Regions from separate parts of the Mus musculus genome. Here region 1 is linked to region 2. The links are chromatin contacts, called in public promoter capture Hi-C maps. All regions are on one chromosome and are shown on one strand. The core of a region is the stretch at or near the end of the contact, and the rest is flanking DNA. Distances in the headings are between cores, read along the strand shown. Region 1 overlaps Ndufaf2 (NADH:ubiquinone oxidoreductase complex assembly factor 2). Region 2 holds the start of Zswim6 (zinc finger SWIM-type containing 6).

What was found. Promoter capture Hi-C pulls out the DNA fragments that hold promoters and counts their contacts.
Region 1: a promoter capture Hi-C map of stem cell-derived epiblast-like cells shows a contact between it and region 2, with 2.3 times the contacts expected there. The contact joins the enhancer-like site here to the promoter of Zswim6 in region 2. A contact is called at or near these places in 6 of 39 promoter capture datasets (the 3T3-L1 cell line, cranial neural crest, embryonic stem cells and 3 more), 1 of 484 Hi-C or Micro-C datasets (Sertoli cells) and 8 of 115 datasets of contacts at active chromatin or transcription factors (bone marrow-derived macrophages, craniofacial prominence, embryonic basal ganglia and 4 more).

Annotation. Positions count from the first base shown.
Region 1 is chr13:108,106,403-108,109,956 of GRCm38.p6, reverse strand. All of the region lies in intron 1 of Ndufaf2 (NADH:ubiquinone oxidoreductase complex assembly factor 2), which reads left to right. Among named protein-coding and RNA genes, the nearest start is that of Gm52057, 28 kb to the left of the region's middle. Within about 2 kb of position 1,971, at least 10 of the 459 cell types and tissues checked have an H3K27ac peak or open chromatin away from gene starts, as enhancers often do. A contact at or near this core is called in stem cell-derived epiblast-like cells, where this site is marked.
Region 2 is chr13:107,888,333-107,892,379 of GRCm38.p6, reverse strand. Zswim6 (zinc finger SWIM-type containing 6) reads left to right here and starts at 2,316. Exons shown (of 18, transcript NM_145456.3): 1 at 2,316-2,776; 2 at 2,778-2,786; 3 at 2,789-2,794; 4 at 2,797-2,799; 5 at 2,802-2,983. The coding sequence starts at 2,331.

The DNA of each region.
Region 1 (3,554 bases), core at 722-3,221, 220 kb before region 2:
TGCTGCTCAGTGGTGCTCTGAGCTTAAACTGCTCTAAACGATAACACAGGAAATGATTGTATTTGAGGCTACCGTAGATTAGAAATATGTAAGGCTTCCGTTGTATGGAAGACATCTTTGGTAGGTGTTGCTGCTCTACCACAAAAAGTTTAAAGGGAAAGTCAGAGCTTTCTGAGTATGTATGATTATATCACAAAATGTCCTTGATTTTGTTAAAGGATTCTGTGTCCTATGTCTTTGAGCCACAGCCTTCCAATCTGTAAATTAAGCTTGTGGTTCTTGTATGTACATGTAGGTCCTAATTACATACCTCAGTGTTTGCTTCCCTCTGGGTGTTGTCAGTTATATTAGCGTATGCTCTACAGTCTAGACTCACACATATCAGCAGATGCTGTAGTTTGGTGTGATTAGCAGTTTTCTTAGCTTTTGTAGTTGTATTAACGTTACCCAGCTACTTACAACTATGACATTTGGATCTTCTGCTCTGCCACGGTAAGCAGATATTCCTCCTGAAGCAACATAGCAGTCGTGTTTAATTCCACGAGAGTGTCTCTGTTTTCCCTCTTCCTACAGTAGAAACTACTCAGCAGTGTGAAGTTGAAATATTCTTCCTGTGCCTTTCCTGGCCTGAACCCCGGGGCCTTGTTGCAAGCATCGCTTGTTCGCCAGTGTCTGTTACTGAGCTCTGACTGACCCCACTAAGCCACCAAAGCAGAGAAACCGAGGTGCAGAGCTTAGAGGTGCCTCTGTCAGGGAGACGTCGCCAACAGGCTCTAATGGTAACTCAGGTTGGCTCATTAGGTGAATCATGCTCAGTACAGAGGCTTAGGCTCAGTCACAGCTCATGGGGTATGTCTCTTGGTTTGCTTCTTTGGAAGTGATGTATGGTTTGTAGTGGTTTGTCTTTTCCTGAATTTTAATCACTTTAATATGATAACGCTTTGTGGACTTCAGTGGTTTACATCTGCATATTTTTACAACTATGATTTTAGATGATAATTTTTTCAAACTGTGTTTCACTTTAATACTTAACCTAATTCATTACTTACTGTAATTAGACAAATAGTATGAAGTAGAAGTATTTCATATAAACATCAAAAAAGTCTGCCACAATCCTTGCCCTGCTTCCTTAAACAGTTTGAAATCTGTGACATGTTTATATCAGGGTGTGCGGTTATCCCATGGTGGCAGTGTATTATTTTTACTCCTCCTTCAGCCTAGGATAGAGTGCCAGTGAACTCTATAAATCATCTGTAATAGTTTGTGGCATAACTACCAGTGTATAAGTCTTATTGTCCACTCAAGTGTCATTATGCGGTGTATGGCTGTAGATCGTATGGTAGCCATTGGGAAAATAGCATTGTTCAAGACTTAAATGTTAGACCAGAAACCATAATAGTCCTAGAGTAAGAAGGGAGGAAGGCCTATGGCCTTAACAGCAGTGCACTGACTCGGACACAGTTTACAAAGGTGGGATTAGGTCAGGTTAGAAAGCTTCTGTGCAGGAAATTAAGCGGTCATCAGAATGATGACATAACTGCCACGGGGAAGAAAATGTTTGCTAAGCACATCTGTCCCCTGCTGTGATGAAGCACCCGACGATGACAGCAGTGTGCATCAGGAAAGGTTTGTTTTAGAGCAAAGTCTCATGGGCTTCCTGTTATAGTTGGGAGGCTTCATTGCTTTAAACCTGGGGTCAGGCAGTGTAGAGAGTGTGGAGTGTTTGGACTGAAGCAGCTTATGTCTGATACCTGGGAAGTGAGATGGGCAGCAAGCATCCACGCGGAGGTAGTGTCACCCTAAAGCTAAGCCCCGAATGAACCTACTGCCTCCAAGTCCTGCCTCCTAAGCATTCCATGCCCTCCTGATAATGTTACAGCTCTGAGCAGCCAGGGTAGGAGATTGCAGACCTAAACTAAGCACCACACACCTCAGGAGCCTCCCCTAGAGCCCGGAGGTGGTGTGGCTCCGAATGCACAGAGCACATCTGTTCCCAGTCTTCCTCATTCCCTGCCTCCCTCTCCAGGGGAGGGGGTCGTTGATCCTAAAGTCATTAGCAGTTGTCAGGCAAAAAACGGTCCTGTACTAAGAGCTGCTAAGGCCGCTCCAGCCTTTGGTAGCATCAGACTTAATGCTCACTTCTTCCCTTCAGCAATGGATCTTATTAACTGATGGATCTTATTCTACAAGGTCAAAATCTGCTCCATGAAGCCAGGCGTGGTGACGCACGCCTTTAATCTCAGCACGTGGAAGGCAGAGGCAGATGGATTTCTGCATTCGAGGCCAGCCTGGTCTACAAAATGAGTTCCAGGACAGCCAGGGTCATACAGAGAAACCCTGTCTCGAAAAAAAAAAAAAAATCTGTTCTATGAGGGTCCAAAATCTGTTCCATGTTGCTATTCTCCCACCCTATGGCAAGCACTGACAGAAAAAAAAAATACAAAGCTAACATGTATAATATTTACCAAGTATATTACATTATTCTTAGACATTAGTAGAATCCTATGATTACTTTATTTTAAGCCCTATTTTATAGATAAGCCAGGACAGACAAAGTCACATAGTACTAAAGAAGATAGGCTGATAAGGACAATATTTAGAGAAGACAGAACACTGGGTAACAGAAGAATGCAGTACTGTCTAAGTAAAACTTTCTAAACAAACGTGCACGGTGAGCTCGCAGAGTTGCAGTTTTAGTCATAGAGATAAAAGGTAAAGTAGTGGGCGGTGTCGTCTGGTGTGTCAGTGACACAGCTCTCAGGGGTCCCTGTCAAATAGCAGCGCATCTTATGCACTGTTTCAGCAGAGCCTGCAGTGACCTGTGTGAAGGCTCACAGCAAGGCAAGCATGGACGTGTGTCCAGTGATGCTGTGCCCGCTCCTTTTTACATTGGATTGCACTCTGGAAGACGGGCTGCTTCTCTATGTCTTAATACAAGTTCCTAACCTACAAATTAGTTAATTCTAAAAGTTCTATGTAAGCAGCTTATTTAAATTCAACACATTTTCCATAGAAATTGTGTTATAAATTGTAGTTCAGTTTTCAGAATAATTCACAGATCTCATTTCATCTATAATTTATCTGAATTACAACATATTAATAAAAACATATTGATTAGCAGTGAAGCCAAGAGAGATGCAATAACTCTTCACATCTTTTAAGAAGAGTAAAGAATAGATATGATAAATGTTTTTCCAGGTGGATTTGACTCAGCTATAATAGTCAAAAGCTGAATCAAAAGAAAGCAAAAGTTATGTGGGCATTTCTCCTGGGAGCTAAGGACATGGGTGCTGAAATTTTAAATTTTTCAGTCTCTCTGCCAGTCAGCAGCCAGTGATACCATCACAGAATGGTGCAAAGCAAAGGGAGGGTTGAGGATAGGTGTGCAGGGGATTTAGTCTCACAGGTTGGGGAAACGGAGGCAGGAAGAGAAGGAGGCAGTGTGAGCCTGAGTGTGTGGACAGTTTCTAGCACGGGAATGGCTATACCAAAGCACAGTTTCTTAAATCCATTTGAAATTCAGTGTAATTCTCAACACTATCCCTCAAAGATGA
Region 2 (4,047 bases), core at 1,067-3,566:
CAAGAGCATTGACGCTGGAGGGCCTATGTTCCATTCCCAGAAAAAACTTAACAAAAAATGACTGGATCCCTCCAGGGAAGGTCCATGTCTTAGATCCAGCCTCTTTTAGTTCATTGCGATATCAAATTCTTTAAATGTTAGCCCCCTCTAAAGGTATGTATTTTCCGGTAACGGAAATTAATCCCTCCCACCAACACCGCATCTGACCCTGAATGAGTCATTAATTCTGTCCGAGGACATCAGTTCTGTCCTTTTTAACTTTCTAATTCAGAGACCCGTGTACACGGGTGGAAATGTTCAGCGACCTGTACTGCACACGCTTTTGTCGTGACTTTTTGAGGACAGACTAGGGCTCACCCTTCTTTCTGCTCCGATACTCTAAGTTTTAAAGTCTCTTAAAATTATTTCTTAAAGAGATATAGATATTAAACAACCGGAGGAAAGGGACTTCCTCTTCCGCTTGCCCATAAAGCTCTTCCAGTTTTCTGTCCGGCTTTTTCCTAGGCACCGAGGAGGTGCCTAGAAAAATACTGGATGAATATACAAAAACATGTCACCAAAATTTTCCTAACAAGCAGCTATGGAAAGTCTGCCAGCGTCCTGTCTCCAGGGACTTCTAGCCTGGGGCTCCCGATGCCCGACATGGATCACGTCCAATGTCTCGGGCGGCCTTCGCTTTGAGTGGGCAATTTTCTTTACAACGCCGACGCGCGTAGTTGCTTTAAATTCAGACCAGGTAGGCAGTGGGGAGTAGCCAATATGCGAAAGTGTCAGAGGAGCTAGGGCTTATCTCCAACAATAGGACAGTATCTCTAACACTGTTTACAGTAAAAACAGAAGGTGGAGCAAGAAGTCAGAGTGTCTAACGTGGTCATTAAGCCTGCGGCTTGGCTGAGATCTAACCAAGCTCTGCAGAGTGCGAAGAACAATGTCCGCAGGGTTCCCGGTTCAGACGGGGACTCGTTTCTCCGCCTCCGCTGGCGCCCGGGCACCGTCTCCCAGCGCTGCTCGCTCTCCTGCTGCCCTGCAGCGGGGAGGACCCGCCGGTCGGGCGCCGCCAATGCTGCAGGGAGCGCAGCGCGCGTCCGGAGCGCCAAGGACTCCAGGTCTCAGCCCCGCCGCAGATTCCAGAGCGCCCGCGGCTGTTGTCCGCCACCGGGCGGCCGTGAGCGACAACCGTCTCGCGTTGGAGAGTTTGCGCGATCCTCTCTGCCCGTGTGTGCGCTCTAAGTGAGCGGCCCGACCCCCTGGGTCTGCAGCAGGTCGCGGCAGAGGGCGACTGGGGCTCTGGGGTGAAGCCGGGCGGGCCGGCTTCTTGGCCCGAAGGACTGAAAGAGTGCGAGGGCGGGGCGGGGCAGGGCGGCGCGGCCGGCTCGGGACGCGCGTCCAGCGGCTGCGGGGCAGCATCCGAGCGCTGCGCGTGTCCGGGCGCTCGATCGACTCGGCTCCCTGGCGTGTCACCGGGCCGGAGCGAACCCGGGGCTCAGGGCTGGGTGCGCTGCAGTTACGCGGGGCAGCCGCGCCCCTTCCCCACCTGGGTCGGCGAAAAGTGAAGTGGAAAACAGTGGCTGAGCTCAGCCCTCCTCCCTTTCCCCCCTGCGCCGCAGCCACGGCCGAGGGTGGGGGAAGTTCGCTTCGCCGGGTTGGAAGGAAAGCAGGCGGCCTGGGCCGCGCCTCCCCCGCCTTCCTCTCGGCCGCGTCCCCGGGGCTTCACGCAGCATTTCTTTGTTTTGAAAGCGCCTCCTCCGCCCAGAGGCTTTTCCCCGCGGGGCCGGCTGACTGGGGGGTGGGGCATCGAGCAGTCGGCCCGCCCTCCATTTAGTCCGGAACCCTCCCCCCTCCCCGCCCCGCGGCGACCCACGAGGAGCGTCCACGCTCGGCGGACATCAAAAGGAGGCAGGGCGCTGGAGGGCTAAGTTGAGTAGACAGGGGGCGCAGAGACCCACCCACCCTTCCCCTTGGCAGACGGCCCGACCCCTCCCGCGGAAACCCCGCCTGAGCCCCGCCTCCCGCGTCACAGCAGCCTGACATTCTCACAGCCCACCGGGCACCCAACCCGGGTGCCCCCGCCACCCCCGTGTCCACGGAGCGCTCTATTTATGTTTCAGCCCAGTGATTTGCATAGGCCCCGCCCCCTCCCCTAGGTTCTCCCTATCGGCGCTCCTCCTCGGCGATGTCGTCACGGCCTAGGCCACACCTCCCGTGCCCCTACAAGGAGCGGCGGGCCCTAGATGGCAGCGTGGCGTCGCCACGGCGTGTGCGTGTCGCGCTTCCTTGTGCCGTTTATAGGGTCCCGGCACTTCCGCTGTCGGGTTAGAAGCGGCGCGGTCATGGCGGAGCGCGGACAGCAGCCTCCTCCCGCGAAACGGCTCTGCTGCCGGCCGGGCGGCGGCGGCGGCGGCGGCGGCGGTGGTGGGGGCAGCAGCGGCGGCGGCGCGGGTGGCGGCTACAGCTCTGCCTGTCGGCCCGGCCCGCGGGCGGGCGGTGCGGCGGCGGCGGCGGCGTGCGGGGGCGGCGCGGCACTGGGGCTGCTGCCGCCGGGCAAGACCCAAAGCCCCGAGTCTCTGCTGGACATCGCAGCGCGCAGGGTGGCGGAGAAGTGGCCGTTCCAGCGCGTGGAGGAGCGCTTCGAGCGCATCCCGGAGCCGGTGCAGCGCCGCATCGTCTACTGGTCCTTTCCCCGCAGTGAGCGGGAGATCTGCATGTACTCGTCCTTCAACACCGGCGGCGGCTCCGCGGGCGGCCCCGGCGACGACAGCGGCGGCGGCGGCGGGCGGCAGCACGGGCGCGGCGCGGCGGCGCGGCGGCTCCTCATCCTCGCCGGCCGCCACCTCAGCCGCCGCCGCCGCCGTCGCCGCGGGCACCGGGACCCCGTCGGTGGGGGCGGCCAGCGCTGCGGACGGCGGCGACGAGACGCGGCTGCCCTTCCGCCGGGGTATCGCGCTGCTGGAGAGTGGCTGCGTAGACAACGTCCTGCAAGTCGGTGAGTCACGGGGCTGCCGCGGGCCGTCGGTCCTTCGGTCTGTCCTCCTGTCCCTCGGGGGTGGGGGAGGGCAGGGTCTCCCCTCCGATCCCCTGGGCCGCCTCGGGTCGGGCGCGCGCGGTGCAGCAGCGGGCGACTCGGACGGTCCCCGGAGCGGAGCGCCCATTTCCTCCCGCTGGTCCCCGCCCCCGTCTCCCCGGACGGGCTAGCGCGAGTGGGAAATGAATCAGCAAGGACGCGCCCCTCGGTGGCGGGGTGGTGGGTGTCGGCGTCCCGGTCGTCTGTCCGGCAGGCTGAGTGCGGGTGTGCGGGGCGGGCGTGGACAAAGGCGCGGGTGGCCGCGGGGCTCGGGCTGGGGCGTGCGGCGCGGGGGAGGGGGCGCGGGCCGCAGACAATGCCGACCGGGGCGCTCGCTCTGCACTGCCCGGCTCGCGTCCTTTCTTCTGGCGCTGCTCCGCGCCCCGCGGTCCGAGGTGGGGTGGTGGCGATCCCTTCAACCCCGCTCGGCCACCGCTCCGCTCGGGGCTCCGACGGCCGGCCGGCTAGCCGGCCGGCCCCTCGTACTCAGGCTGCTTTAAGGTGTCTGCAACGAGCTCCGCGGCGTCCGCGTCCGGGTCCCCGAGCCACCCCGGCCGGCAGTGACGGCCGGCCGGGCCGCTGAGGGGCGCCGCTCTCGCTTCTCCGTCCCGTGAGGCACCCCGCCGCCCGACTTCTGCCTGAGCCCGGGGTTCGGGCGCGGTGCTGAGGGAGCGGGCAGCACCGCCGACGCTGTGACCCGCGGCCGGCGTCCGCACCGAGGGGCCCCGCGGCCCCTGCGCCCCTGCGCTGCTGCGCGCCCCGCACCTCCCGGCAGTTTGTTCTCCTTTCGGGTTTATTTGTGCCCCTTTCAATTTTCTGTCACCCTCCGAAAAGGGGAAAGCAAACAAAAGAGCCTCTTTATTTCTTTTCAGGGCTTGTAAAGTAGAAGATATTTGACAAAGGCGAGAGAAGGGCTTGTGATTTAAAGCTGCACAGCCCTTCTTTCTCTGACAGACCAGGAGAGTTTTCTCAAATCCCTCTGCCTT